2 separate regions of the Mus musculus genome follow, and region 2 is linked to region 1. The links are chromatin contacts, called in public HiChIP or PLAC-seq maps. All regions are on one chromosome and are shown on one strand. Each heading gives the region's core, a stretch centred on a gene start, on an enhancer-like site or on the middle of the called end of the contact. The rest is flanking DNA. Distances are from core to core; before and after follow the strand shown. Region 1 has its middle 260 kb from the start of Ube2cbp. Region 2 overlaps Ube2cbp (ubiquitin-conjugating enzyme E2C binding protein).

Region 1 (7,628 bases), core at 3,196-5,695:
CTGGGTTCTGGTGATGGTGAGTGGTCTTGGTTCCTGTTAGTAAGATTCCTCCGTTTACCTTTCGCCATCTGGTAATCTCTGGAGTTAGTAGTTATAGTTGACTCTGTTTAGAGATTGTTCTTCTGGTGATTCTGTTACCGTCTATCAGCAGACCTGGGAGACAGATTCTCTCCTCTGAGTTTCAGTGCTCAGAGCACTCTCTGCTGGCAAGCTCTCTTACAGGGAAGGTGCGCAGATATCTTGTATTTGGACCTCCTCCTGGCCGAAGAAGAAGGCCCAAAACAGGACCTTTCTCAGACACTGTGTTGCTTTGGCAGTTCCCAGGTGGTACAGACTCTCACCTAAGCAGACTAAATTCCTAAGTTCCTTGGAGTCCCGGGACCAAGATGGCGACCGCTGCTGCTGTGGCTTAGGCCGCCTCCCCAGCCGGGTGGGCACCTGTCCTCCGGTCCGGAAGGTGGCCGGCTGTCCCCGGCCCACACAGGGTGCTGCCTCAGCGCCTCTGTGCTTCTGCCTGTTCCAGAAGCTGTCAGGTTCTCTGGCGCACCCTCTCACCTGTTCAGACTAATTTCCTAAGTTCGGCGGGTCCCGGACCAAGATGGCGACCCAAGAATGTTCTTCTTGAGAGTAAGAAATGGGCCAGTGAAAGCACTCGGATATATACATACAGCCACTAAGGTGTAGAAGAGCAAAGACCACCTCAGCAGATCAGAAGAAAGTATAGTGTTGTAATGCACGGGGATGTGCAGAACGTTTTGTTCAAGTGGTCAAATTCAAGCTAATGCACGTTATTCTGGAATTTCAAAGATCATATAAAAACTCAAGGCATTAGAAAACATATCCTGATTGTGGTAGGCCATACTGTACCAGGCATGAAGTTTCTGGAAACAGATGGTTAGAAGCCTTTGTCTTCTACAATGGACTCCGGTGAACACAATTCTTGTGCAAGTAAGAGCCTTCTGGATAGTTCCTTTCTCCAAACGTCTTATTAATGCTTCTGTGTTCTTGGGAAGTAGATGGCATCTTTTTTTTATAAGCCTGACAGGTTGGGTACAGCAGGGAAGAATCCAGGTACCTGAAGGAGGTAGGCATCCTCTTCCCAAGAGGTCAACTGCCCAGATGCACTGAGAGCGACTATCAAAACTCACGCAAATACTTATGCACAGGCTTATTAACCCGGCAGCCCTTGCTGTGGGCCCTTGATACATGAGCATGACCAACACCTAGATGGCCTATACCAAAGACCCACTTGCGTTTGAGTGGAGGACATGGCAACAGACGAGCACTACCCTGCAATCCTCTTTTTCTTCCTTCTGTCTGTCTGTCTGTCTGTCTGTCTGTCTGTCTTCTCCAGTTCTCTCCCCTACTTCCCACCATCCTCATCCTCTTTCTTTTCTTAAAAGACAATGCTCTACCGGCACTAACACTTTCTGGTTTTCAAAGCCATTGTATGGATCCTTGCCACACATCCGCCTGGGAGCCCAAGTAGTGGATGTGTATTTACATCCCATTAGCAAGAACCAGAGCAAGGTGTTGGATCCAGGACTTCAACTCCCTGAACACTTTTTACCACACTCCCCCAGCCCATTACTCTTTTTAATCTGTCCACACAACCCAAGAAACGTGTTCCTTAGCAACAGAGAACAATTCTACTATAAGATTCACTTTCTTTCTGGCTCTCCTCACTAAAAGCTGACATCATTCTCCTCATTCGACAGTGGCTAGCTCACAGCTTTAAACACATAAATTACACATAATATTTATTTTATCCATAAATATTACTTAAATATATACAAACTATCAGTTGTATAAATCTGTATATATTTATTCAATAGTGTAAAATTATTTAAGAAAATCATGGTGTGCGATGGTACACACATTTAATCCCAGCACTTGGGGGGCAGAGGCAGGCAGATTTCTGAGTTCGATTCCAGCCTGGTCTACAAAGTGAGATCCAGGACAGCCAGGGCTACACAGAGAAACCCTGTCTCAAAAAAAAACAAGAAAGAAAGAAAGAAAGAAAGAAAGAAAGAAAGAAAGAAAGAAAGAAAGAAAGGGAGAGAGAGAGAGAGAGAGAGAGAGAGAGAGAGAGAGAGGGAGGGAGGGAGGGAGGGAGGGAGGGAGGGAGGAAGGGAGGAAGGGAGGAAGGGAGGAAGGGAGGAAGGGAGGAAGGGAGGAAGGGAGGAAGGGAGGAAGGGAGGAAGGGAGGAAAGGAGGAAAGAAGGAAAGAAGGAAAGAAGGAAAGAAGGAAAGAAAGGGAAAGAGAAAAGAAAGAAAAGCACTGATAGGTTAGGAATGGAAAAACCTGCAGTGACTTTCAGGGGGACATTCCAGAGGCCATTCCCCTTCATGGGAGAAGAGAGAAAGCAAGTGCTGTCTGCATGTGACTCCAGCTTTGCCAAATTCATGGCTGCTGATTCAGTGTTTTTGCTTCTTTAAAGAAATAGTTGCAGTAGCTCCTATATTTAACAAGCCAGCCAGCTTGTGCTTAATGCTTTATAAATACAAAATAAGGATACATTTTTTAGACAACAACAAAAAAGCCCACACAGTAATACTAAACAGTGCTGAGAAAGCACCATGATTTGGAACAATATGTTTGATGTATAAGGGGTTTTCTGCGTTTTGTTTGGATAGCTGTTACCTTAGAACTTAATCAAGTGGACCCTCCTCTCTTTTAGAACCCCCATGAGTTCTTAAAGTAGGGTGTTCTATATCCTGACTTATCTTGTTGTCACCCTGAGAATGCAATGTCACCTGCACAGGATCACTGGGCCACTTCACCCAGAGTAATATTTTCTCCCTATAATAATATGGCTTTAATTACAAATAGTGTTATGGTATAGAAGATTATAATGTACAAGCTCTCAGAGTCTTGAGTCTGCTACCTAAATCACATCATAATAAAACCATATAGCAGCTGTATTTGCATCCTGGCTCTACAACTTACAAACTATGTATTATACATATAACATTCATTCCCATAGGCTTGTTTACTAGTTATAAACTGGAGATAATCATATACGGTATATTATATATAATTATATATATATATATATCAAAGTGTTATAAGGACTGGATAGTATGGCATGCATAAAGGTTCAAGGCATATACTGGATATGGTGATGCAAGTCTTTAATTCCATCCAGAACTTGGGAGGCAGAGGCTGGAAAATATCTGTGAGTTCAAGACCATCCTGTTCTACACAGAGAGTACCAGGACAGCCAGGGAACACATAGTGAGACCCTGTATATCTTGCCCCACAAAAGGCTCAGCCCATAGCCTAGAGCAGTGGCTCTCAACCTATGAACTGAGACCCCTTTGGGGGATGCATATCAGATATCCTGCATATCAAATATTTATAATATGATTCATGATAATAGCAAAGCTACAATTATAAAAAATAACAACAAAATAATTTTATGGTTGGGGTCACCACAACATGAGGAACTGTATTAAAGGGTTGCAAAATTAGGAAGGATGAAAACCACTAGTCTATTCACATTATTAGAGTTCTGTAACGGTAGCTTAATCTGAAAAATTTTAGATGTTTTAAAAGTATGAGTATATGTGAGCATTTGCACAAATGCAATGCCTTGAGGAGGCCAAAGAGTGTGTAGGCCAAATACTCATTCTACCTGAAGCTAAACATGTTCAGTCCTTGAAGGTAAGTACACACAGCTTATGGTCCCTTGTTGCCCATCCCAAATCCTCAGAGCCACAGTCTGGAAAGATGTGAGCTTCCTAACATCAAAGTGATCCCTCCTCTAGAAGATCTCATTCCTGAAAGTTAAGAATCACAGATGTTTGGAAAGTATCAGCATACAACAACACAACAACGGTGTCTTAGTTAGGGTTTCTTGGCTGTGATAAAACACCATGACCAAAATCAACTTGGGAAGGTAAGGATTAATTTCACTTCACAGCTTTCAAATTCATCATGAAGGAAAGCCAGGGCAGGAACCTGGAGGCAGGAACTAGAGCAGAGGCTATGGAGGAGTACTGCTTACTGACTTGCTCTTCATGGCTTGCTCAGCCTGTTTTCTTATAGTACTCAGGACCACCAGCCCAGAGATGTCACTGCCCACAATGAGCTGGATCCTCCCATATCAGTTATTAACCAAGAAAATGTCCTACAGGTTTGCCCACGGGCTGATCTGGTGGGGACATTTTGTCAATTAAGGATTTCTTTTCCAAAATGACTTTAGCCTGTGTCAAATTAATATAAAACTAGCTAGCATGGACAGGGTTGTTTTGTTTTGTTTTTTAGAGAGCAGTCGTTGCTAAGGGGAAGTTTTATATTAAAGCAGAGCTTCTATAAGAACAGTGAAGATTGTGAATAGGCAGTGATGGGGGTGCATGGGCTGAGAACGGTCTCAGGCAGCTTCCTCTCTCCCTCATGATGCACCTTCTTTACAAGCCACACACAGTTCCCAGAAATCCCCTAGGGTGGTTGGAGAACTTCCTAGTGAAAGGGTCGCATAAGCCTTTCCATTTCAGGACAGGACATCTGTTAATAATAACCTATTCTAGCCCCATGGCTGTCCAGCTGGCTCTTTCATCAACATTAGATACCAACAGAGACTTTGGTAATGGTAGACTTGTTTATAACTACTGAGAAGTCACAACCAAGCTGGTACCCACAAGCTTACCTCACTCGCATCCTTGGGATCTTGTTTTGGTAAATTACTAAAGCTCAAAGTGGAAACTGTTAGCCAGCCTGACAGTCTTTAGCTTTACTGCAAAGGGTATATGTGGAAATCTCACCAGGTGCCTCTGAACTGAAGCAAAGACAAAGAGGGCTACAAAACTCTGAAGGTCTAAATCCGTCTTGTGGTTAACACCTCATTTCAGACATCTTCCCACAGACTGTGCAGAGAGCTACAACTCATCGGATTCTAAATCGGGCAGAGCAGGCATAATGACATTGGAGTATCATAGACAAGGTCTTGCCCTGGTGTCAAGTTTACTTCGCTCTCCCAAGCGGAAGGAATAAAGAAAGTACTGTGCTTTAACTTGGGGGCTATATATACACCTTCGTAATTACAGATGTGAAACCATCTTCCTTTGTACGGAACTTCTGGCTAGAACCATAGTTTTAAGGCTCTAGATAATAGCCTTCCAGAAGCTATTTGTATTTCTCTTCAGAGTGACTGTCAGTGGCATCTTTGCTTGCAGAAATGTACTCTACAAAGTTAGATAAGACTAGTGCATTTCTGAAAGCAAAAGGACTTTCAGTCCGGTTGGAAGGAGACAAAATGGTCATGTCAAGCATTTCCCACAGCACCACACATAACAAGGAAAACATCATAACCATGAAGTGGAAACAACTACACAGAACTTTGCAACTGCAGCTCTTCTATAAAATAATAGTAGTGTTATTCTCATTCATAAGTTAATTTCCAGGAGAAATGTATTTTGTGTATGACTATGTGCGTGTGTGTGTGTGTGTGTGTGTGTGTGTGTGTGTTCATGGAAGGATGCATGTATGCATGTGAAAGTGGGTAGACATGCACATGTGTGTTTTAGCCAGAAGTCAGCTTCAAGTGTAATTTCTCAAGAGACATTGTTTTGGGGGTGTTGCTGTAGCTTTTTATTTATTTATTTGGGAGCAAGAGTTGCATGTGTGCTATATAGCTGATGTGTGGAGATTAGAAGACAACACTATGGAGTCACTTCTCTCCTTCCATAAACACATGGATACTTGGGGTCAAACCCAAATCATGAGGTTCTTGTGGCAAGCACTTTTACCCATTAAAATGTATTGGCACAACTGTACACCTTGTTTTTTGAAACCGAGTCTCTCCCTGGGACCTAGGGTTTTCTGATTAGCATAAGCTAGCTTTCCAATTAGCCTAAGCTATATGGCCACCAAGTCCTAGGGATCCACTTGTCTCTGCTTTTCCAATACTGAGATTACAAGCTTTTTACATAGTGTTGGGGGTTGGACTTTGGTCCTCAGGTTTGTACAGCCAACATTTTCCTGACCGAGCCATCTCCCCAGCATGCAAGCCTTATTTTCAAAGGCAAGTGTTAATTCTGTCCAAGCTGTACTCTTCCCTACGTAGGCTATATTCTCCACTGGCACAGCTTGCTTCAATCTCTTGCAAATGGTCCCTTGCAAATCAATGAGTGGTTTCTAATCTAATAAAGTCATGTCAGCCTAAGTTTGATTTACTCTGATCATCTGTGCCCTTTACATCCGAACGCTCAAACTGGAGAGATTTATTTAATCCTAGACTCTGTGTTTGCTCTTGGAGAGATGCAAGAAAAAAAAAATCCTGAAAGGATCATGTTTTGCTAGTCGTGAACCAGAGAGAAACAGAATGTGTGGGTCTAGGAGACACTGAGAAAGCTAACTTAAAAACAGAGCCTGCTGCTCAGCCTTCTGGTTGAAGACTGGAAAGTGCCAATGTTCTGGTCTGAATGGGTGGCTGAGTTTCACAGATATCCATGCTGTTGTGGGATTAGTCACAAAATGGGAAAACTGTAAACCACTGAAATACAAGCAAATTAAAACAATTAAAAAAATAGTGTAATTTAATGCAGCACACAGACAAAATACTGTTTCCCTGCCAATGGTCATAGATTATATTTTGACTGTAGTTGAACCATTTAGGGATCTTTTTAATTAAAATATAACTATATCCCTTTTCCCTTCCCCATCCTTTCTTCCATACCCTACCAGTCCCCTCACCACCAACTTCCTCTCAAATTGATCGCCACTTTTTTTAAGGCATGAAAGATACAAGATTAAATACCAAGTATTTGTATCAACTACTCTTGCTCCTTTTCTGTGACTGACTAGTGTGGTGGGAAAGTCATTAGGTTGTTTTAAATAAAACTACTACACTCCCCATAAGGAAAAAAATTTGCTGGGGAGTGATGGTGCACACTTTAAATCTCAGCACTCAGGAGACAGAGGCAGGTAAATATGAATTCAAGGACAGTCAGGTCTACAAAGTGAGTTCCAGGACAGCCGAGGATACACAAAGAAACCCTGTCTCTAAAAACAACCACAACAACAAATCAGTAGAAAGTCCACAGGAACAAAGACCAGATGGGCAACTACAAAGAAAAGGAAACAGAATTTCAAAACCATATTTCCCAATGCAACTCCAAGATCTAGGTCAACTAATATAAAAAACAGAGATGAGACCTGGAACATTCATCAAAGTAATTAATATGAAACTGAGTGCTGAACAGCTGAGCCAAGTTGGTCCCTTGCAATTTCCAGAGTTATAATGACTGACTTTAAAACTGACAAAAGTCCCAAATGTTTCGTGGAGAAAGACAACCTGATTCTGACTGAAGAAATAGGAATTAGACTCTGATAGCGGATCCTTTAAGGTGCATCTATTTCCTCTGGATTGAAGCCTTCCCCCTGGAGGAAGCAGAGGAGGCTTGTATGACTCCAGAAGCTAAGGAAACTTACAAGACTCAGGAAGCTTGGGAAACTGACAGGACTCAAGCACTCAGGAAGTTGCAGGATTTACAAGGCCCCACCCCCCACATAACTTAATCTGAGGTGAAGGTGGGTAGATGCTGGGAAGAGAAGCCTTCTGTGAAATTGCCTGACACCTTTGTGGGGAGCTTTTAGTTTCATGATCTGTTGATCTGTGTCCCAT
Region 2 (7,628 bases), core at 2,010-4,509, 170 kb after region 1:
TTACATGGGTTGCTTCTGTTCTTCTTTCTGCTTTTACGCATTATATTACATTCTCAACATTTCTCTGAATTAGAGATGATGACAACGCTATCTTTTCTAAAAGTAAAACATCAATTCAGCCCAGTGGCTCAGGCTCACTCCCACCTCTCTCTTTATACCCTCCCCCAAGCCACAGAGCTAAACTTCCGGTCCTGTATAGCACTGAACTATGTACTCTGACCAGAGAGGCAGCTTCTGGGTCTAGAAAGCCCGTATTCCTTCTAGGACTTGAACTTCTCCTAAAAGATGCAGACAGTACCATCTCTCTGGAGAGACCCTGTTTGCTGTTATTTAATAGCACGTGCATATCAACTACCGCACTTACTGCACCGCCATGCCAGTACCCTTACTGGGAATGTCTTCCCATCTCACCCCCTCCAGGCTTAGGATTAGACCTGAATGCATTCCTCTTGCTTTGCAGTCTTATTTGGAAATAAAGATTAGACACTTGCCTCAAAGCTGCTGATTTTACAGACACCCTCAGTTTTGCTTTTCAGTTCTAGGGATCAAACCCAGGGCCTGTGCGTACTTAGCAAGCACTGTACCAGAGCACTACATCCTTAGTCCCACATTCAGTATTATTTGCCTTTGAAGGTATACTAGAAATGTTCTCCCCTTACAATATGTTTAGAAACCAATTTAAGCACCCAGAAGTCACACTTTGAACCTCACCAACCACAATAGGGCTCACTGAAGCTATCTGCATTCTGAAAATTAATGTATACTAAAAATATTTGCTTCAAACTTGCATCTTCTTAAAAGCCACAGGATACTTCCTTAGATTGTGACTGTCCCTTGGAGCTCTCCAGTGAGCTAACGCCTAACCCAGGCTGGTCATGAGCCTTCGGGAAGGGCATCTTGACTTAAGTGAGCACGGCGATTGGCCGAGTCCTGCTGCACTCTGAGGAAGAGCACATTCAAGGCAGGACTGCTGGCTCACCATTTTCCAGTCCCTCCTTGGCAGTAATAGTTTTGCAAGTAGAAGAGAAAACAATAAATATACAAATAAATATTTAAAGAGTTATCTGGGTTTATTATGGTTGTAAGCTCTTCTCTACGATGTGTGCTTAAAATTTATAAGTCTAGATCTTAAGTTTCTTCCATCATTTCTCCTGGGCCTGACACATCCAGACAGCAGGCTTGCTGACTGTATGTTTTGTCTCATTACCTAGAGGAGCCCTGATTGGCAGGCACTGTTTATTTCAGCAGTCAGAAGGGTCACATGATTGGCCAGCACCACATGGTGAGTGAAATGGTGGAACCAGAGGGGTCATCTTGACTTGAATCCAAAGACTACCCTGTCCCCATCACTCTACACAGTTACCTGAGTATGCTGTGCACACGGTGGTCCTCTCCACACAGAAAGAAATAGACTCTTGCAACTGATTGTGCTGATCCCTGTCTCTGTATAGCCACCTTTTCTCTACTGTACATAGAGAGCTCAGAACAGGCTCATTCTTCTATAAGAAGTTATTTTTGTCTGCCTCAAGATATTATTTTATTAAATAGAGTATTCCAAAGCTTGAATTAAAAAGGTAACCAGACACACATGGGAAAATATTCATATTAAATCAAAATATCTATATATCATGAAGAAATAGATTAGAAAACAGTATAACACAGTGGTTTTCAATCTTCCTAATGCTGAGACCCTTTCATTACAGTTCCTCAGGTTGTGGTGACCCCCCAACTATAAGATTATCTCTGTTGCTACTCTGTGACTACAATTTTGCTACTATTGTGAGTCGAAATGTAAATGTCTTTATGCAGTATATCTGATATTCTAACCTTATGAAAATGTCACTCAAGCCCCAAAGGTCGTGACACAAAGGTTGAGGAGCATGGGAATAGTGCATCACTGACTATTTTCCTTAGAGGGAAATAGCTTTGTCTTTTTTTTTTTTTTTTCCCTTCACACACTTTTTTTATCTTGTCCAGAAAAAAGTTCCTTTTATGATGTTGCTATCGATTCTGGTGCAGAGAAAAGCATGTTTCAATGTTGAGTAAAGGTTTCAGCTTTTTAAAAAAAGATTTATTTATTTATTTATTTATTTATTTATTTATTTATTTATTTATTTTAAGTGAGTACACTGTCACTCTCTTCGGACACACCAGAAGAATGCATCGCATTCCATGACAGATGGTTGTGAGCCACCATGTGGTTGTTGGGAATTGAACTCAGAACCTCTGAAGGAGCAGTCAGTGCTCTTAACCGCTGAGCCATCTCTCCAGCCCCAGGTTTCAACTGTTTAAATCGCTGTCTATGGTGTGAACCATCAAAAAGAGCATTCAAGCAAAAATGGCATACTTTAGCACTGGCTTGTCACGCACAAGCACGTCATCCTTGCTAAACATATACAGTCTGGTGACTTAAACAAACCAACCAACCAACCAACAAACAAAAAACCAAAAAATAATACTTAATTCATATAATATGTTACAGCATCATGATTTATATGGAAGGACATTTTTTTACACTGATGGTGTCAAAAGTTACAAAGGAAAGTAGCTATCCATATTTCTATGTGATTACGAAAATCTACATGGTTTCAACCCAGCTCTTACGACATTCTGTGATTCAGCACAGGCTTCTTTGTCCTGACCCTGGAGCCGGGCTGTGACGGGAAAGAAACACGAGTATGACCCTTCTCAGCCAGACCCCACACTCTGTGCTCTACCATAAAAACTATCCTAGATATTATTTAGTTGCTTCCATCCTAAAAGATTGTAACCCCAAAGGTCAACAATCAATAACTTTCAGGTATCCCAAGCCCCCACCCTCACTTTAAGCGATCTGAATAAATGTTTTGTGCACTTAGTCGAAGCAGCCAGATTTAAGATGGCCCAGGCTTCTCACAGTCAACCAGCCCCAACTGTCAATGTTAAAATTTACAAACTGCCTCTTATTTCAATTACATTAATTCATAGATGAAGACAGTATTACTTGAAAAATAAAAGTGGTAGCTTAGGAGAAAAAGAGTTCTGGGTATCTTTCCTCTAAATCTTTACATAATATTTTTACATTCTTTCTTCAATTAAGGGAGCAGTGTGGGAGTGTAGGAGAGAAGAAAGGAGAGGAGACAGGACAGATGCAGAGAGGAGGGGGAAGTGTCGGGACATAGTTAGAACTCAGTTTACATTAAAACACAGCAGTTATGACATGGGTTTGAAGACACATGTTGACACAGCTGAGATGTCACTTGTACCTACCCACCCATGACTCACACATCAGTGCACATCTGATAACAACGATGATCAAAGCCTGTTGTGAGACATGGGGCAGACTCAGGCTTTACTTCTGGTATTTCCTGCAAAGCATCATAACTATTAGATGGGAATCAGTCATCCCCCACTAGGAATCAACAGGAAAGATACTTCAAAGGGAACAAGGAACCAAACATCAGTCGAAAGCCATTTCCTTGACTTTTAAGCAGGGAAGGAAAAGCTTTTCCTAAGAGGCCAGAACTGTCAGTTGGTGACCAGAGTCTGAGAGTCTGAAATGCAATCAGAGGCCACTCTGTCCACTTTGCTAAACCTTTGCATCAGGAAAACTCCCAGGAGAGCTCACTATATGGCCTGTCTATTTCAAGACAACAGGAAAGGGAGGAAATGTCAGGCTTCCACTTCTAACGAAAATGGTGATATTGAGAATGAACAAGCCAATCGATATCAGGAAAACAACCCAGAAAAAACAGAGGGTGAGAGCATAGAAGTCATTCAGTGCAATGCAAATTGGAATGGCAGGGGTGGCATAGAAACTGAACACTGAAAATTAACGTATCTCCAAACCGTTCAACATATTGCCTGAGAAGAAAAAGTGCTAGCAATATGAGAAAACCAAGATGAAAGACATGAACTTAGATCTTGGATCTCTCACATGTTAGTAGACAATACGGACTTTTAAATGCTAGAACTGAAGACAACAGCATACAAAAGATACCTAAATATAATACTTCTCAAGCCTACAGATGTCAGAAATGCAACTGAAAAACTATAATAATAAAACCACAGATTTAGTCTCTCAAAATAAGAAAGCAGGCAAGGGACCACAACTAGGTAAGGGACCACAAGGGAGTCATAGAATCATGACTATAAACCTGTTTGATATGGAAGTTGCACAAGCAAACAAACTGAAGCAACTACTCTCAAGGACACAGAAGAGAAAAAAAAAAAAAAAAGAACTAAATGGACTGCTTCAGGGTTTCTGGTAAGTCATGTTAACACTGCTACCCACTGAGTTCAAAAGCATACTTGTCTGTGCATGGCCACAGGACAGATCCCATCCCCAGTATTAGAAGGTGCTGCAGCCTGTAACTCTAGCAGTTGGGAGGTAGAGGCAGGGGGAAGAGAAGCTTAAGAACATCCTTGGCTATCTAGAGAGTACAAGGCCTGCCAGGGCTACATGAGGTTCTGAAGAAGCAGAGAAAGGGGAGAGGGAAAGGCAGAGAGACAGAGACAAACAGGAAAACAGAGAGAGACAGACAGACAGGGAGACAGAGAACTAACTCATAAAAACATACCATGTAAATGCATGTTCCTAATACATTTTAAATATGATTTATTAAGTAATGAACAGAATCCACATGACATTTTTTTCTGGAAAAAAATTACAGAAAAACCTTGGTTTAAAAAAAAAAATTATACTGGGGACTGGAGAGATGGCTCAGTGGTTAAGAGCACTGACTGTTCTTCCGAAGGTCCTAAGTTCAAATCCCAGCAACCACATGGTGGCTCACAGCCATCTGTACAGCTATACTGTACTCATAGACATAAAATAAATACATCTATTAAAAAATCATACTAATTATCTAAATTAAAGAACTCTAGAAAGCCAGAATTGGGGTATATGGTTCTTGAAAGTTCTACTTTTCAAATCGCTAGTAAGACCTGTGACCTTGTCAAGGAAAACCTCCCAAGGACCAAAAAGTCCATTGAAGGCCTGAAGACAGCCTGGGCTAGCAGAGTGCTGCCTCGTACACTTGAACGCCTGATGTGACCCCAGAACAGCAGAAAGTCAGCATTACACCTGTGCTCTCAGCACTCTGGGGGCAGAGGTAAGACGATAAGAATATCAAGGTCATTCATTCTCAATGATCCAGCCTGGGCTACATGAAACATTGTCTTTAAAAAAATGTCCAAGGGAAACAGTTCTGCTTTAAGTAATGTAATGATGGGCTAGAGAGATGACTCGACAGCTAAGAGCACTGGCTTGCTCTTGCAGAGCAAAAGGTTTGATCTCCAGCACCTCTATATGGTGAGGTGGTTCATAACCATTCCTAACTGTAGTTCTAGGGGATACAATGTCCTCTTCTGACCTCTGTGGACACTGCATGCATATACTTACATGAAGGTACAACATTCATACCCATAAAGTAGGATAAATAAATGTAAACAAATATAGCAATAGAACAGTCTCAAAACAGCATATTAATTCTTGCCTACAAATTGAGATTACCAGGAATTGAGGTTTTGTTTGTTAGAAATGATTACATTATTGCAAGACACGAATTGGTGGGAACATAAGAATATACCAAGACCACCAAAAACAAAACACAATTTAGAGCATTCAAAATATAACCCTTTGGCATATTAATAAGTTTTATTTGTTTGGGGACTCACGAACGGGCTTACAATGTAGCCCATGCTGGCCTCAAAACTCACTGCAATTTTCTTGCTACCACCTCACAAGTGCTGGGTTTACAGGGGTGAGGTACTGGGTACTGGGGATTGGACCCAGGGCATCATGCATTCTGGGTAAGCATTCTGCCGACTGAGCTACTTTAAAGAGAATCTGGTCTATAGACAACCTCTCTGAAACTTCCTAATTGGAGTGATTTCACTGAGAACATAAAATTGTAAGCCTATTTAAAGAGGCCAGCTGCTCCCTTAGATCGAAAACAAAAGCCAAAACCCTTTGTGTCATAGAAAATCTCAAATACACAAAAGCAAGAGACAGGTCTACCAAGTTCATGCTCACAGAACTGAGGAAAACTCTGAGTTAGGCCGTAGACCAATCCACTACATCTGCTCTTAATGTCTGGTCTTCTGTAGATTCTAAAAACCAGTGACTTTATAGGCATGGAGGGCACCTCTGCCAGGCATCAGTCCTACAGGAAAGCTCTTTTGCACGTGTGCAAACCAATGGAGCTTCCCTAAACTCCAATCACTTTTCTCAACCCTCATTCCATTAAAGATCTCTACCTTTGGACAGGTGAACCTTTGGACAGGTGAATTGGACCTCTCTCATCTTTATAAACTCATCTTTACAAACTTTCCATTTGTAACATTTTTTTTTTTCCACTGATTGACACACTATGTAGCAGGCGGGGTTTGGTAGCATTTCCAACAGTCAACTTCAAACCATCTGTACTGAACAGTCTAGAAAATGGTCCACAATTACTGTATGAGCCCATTTATTACATATAGAGAAAGGAAATGTAAGAGAATAAATAGTGAGTAACAGAATCAGTAGAGACAGAGCACAACAGCATCATGGGTACTTAAAATATCGGACTGAAAGGAATGGAGTAGCTTAGCTGAGAAAGAAACAAAAGGCAACACCATCAAGTCAGGGGCTAACAGACACTCAGCAGAAATCAGCCAGAGAGCAGCTAGAGCTTCTGACTGAAGGTGTCCCAGATGGAGCAGAGCATTCTCGCCAATGACACTTCCAATGAAAAGAACAAATAGTAGTAGCTAAACAACACCATCAATGAATTCCCAACCACCCAGCAGAAACAGACTGGAGAAGCCGAGCCAGTTTGCAACAGCTGGAGTTCTCAGCAGAGTCCTAAGCAGAGTTCTCCATCCCCTCCAAGCTTCTACCTTCTCTCTCTCACTGTCCACTACATTTTTATAGTTTCAAAGAAGCAACAGTAACTAACCTCAGCTGGAAAGTTTACTTGACAATGTTTTTAAAACCCTTAGTTATCTCTAGTCTATTTCCCTTTCCCAGGGAGATCCATGCTTTCTATAATAACATATACCTATCTTTTTTTTTTTTTTTTTTTGGGGGGGGGGAGGAAAGGATTTATTCAGCTTATACTTTCCACAATGCTGTTCATCACCAAAGGAAGTCAGGACTGGAACTCAAGAAGGTCAGAAAGCAGGAGCTGATACAGAGGCCATGGAGGGATGCTTGCTTCCCCTGGCTTGCTCAGCTTGCTCTCTTATAGAACAAGAGGGCACAGAGACAAAATCCTAATTAACAAAATCAGAACTGAAAAGGGAGACATAACAACAGATCCTGAAGAAATCCAAAACACCATCAGATCCTTCTACAAAAGGCTATACTCAACAAAACTGGAAAACCTGGACGAAATGGACAAATTTCTGGACAGATACCAGGTACCAAAGTTGAATCAGGATCAAGTTGACCTTCTAAACAGTCCCATATCCCCTAAAGAAATAGAAGCAGTTATAAATAGTCTCCCAGCCAAAAAAAGCCCAGGACCAGACGGGTTTAGTGCAGAGTTCTATCAGACCTTCAAAGAAGATCTAATTCCAGTTCTGCACAAACTTTTTCACAAGATAGAAGTAGAAAGTACTCTACCCAACTCATTTTATGAAGCCACTATTACTCTGATACC

Evidence for each region. HiChIP or PLAC-seq counts read pairs in DNA pulled down with a chosen protein or histone mark.
Region 2: an H3K4me3 HiChIP or PLAC-seq map of the SCID.adh cell line shows a contact between it and region 1, with 8 read pairs. The contact joins two enhancer-like sites. A contact is called at or near these places in 2 of 484 Hi-C or Micro-C datasets (cortical neurons and nephron progenitors) and 1 of 115 datasets of contacts at active chromatin or transcription factors (the SCID.adh cell line).

Annotation. Positions count from the first base shown.
Region 1 is chr9:86,198,871-86,206,498 of GRCm38.p6, forward strand. No RefSeq gene overlaps it. Among named protein-coding and RNA genes, the nearest start is that of Ube2cbp, 260 kb to the right of the region's middle. Within about 2 kb of position 4,446, at least 1 of the 459 cell types and tissues checked has an H3K27ac peak or open chromatin away from gene starts, as enhancers often do. A contact at or near this core is called in the SCID.adh cell line, where this site is marked.
Region 2 is chr9:86,373,937-86,381,564 of GRCm38.p6, forward strand. The region is part of intron 8 of Ube2cbp (ubiquitin-conjugating enzyme E2C binding protein); the gene reads right to left. Among named protein-coding and RNA genes, the nearest start is that of Ube2cbp, 87 kb to the right of the region's middle. Within about 2 kb of position 3,260, at least 14 of the 459 cell types and tissues checked have an H3K27ac peak or open chromatin away from gene starts, as enhancers often do. A contact at or near this core is called in the SCID.adh cell line, where this site is marked.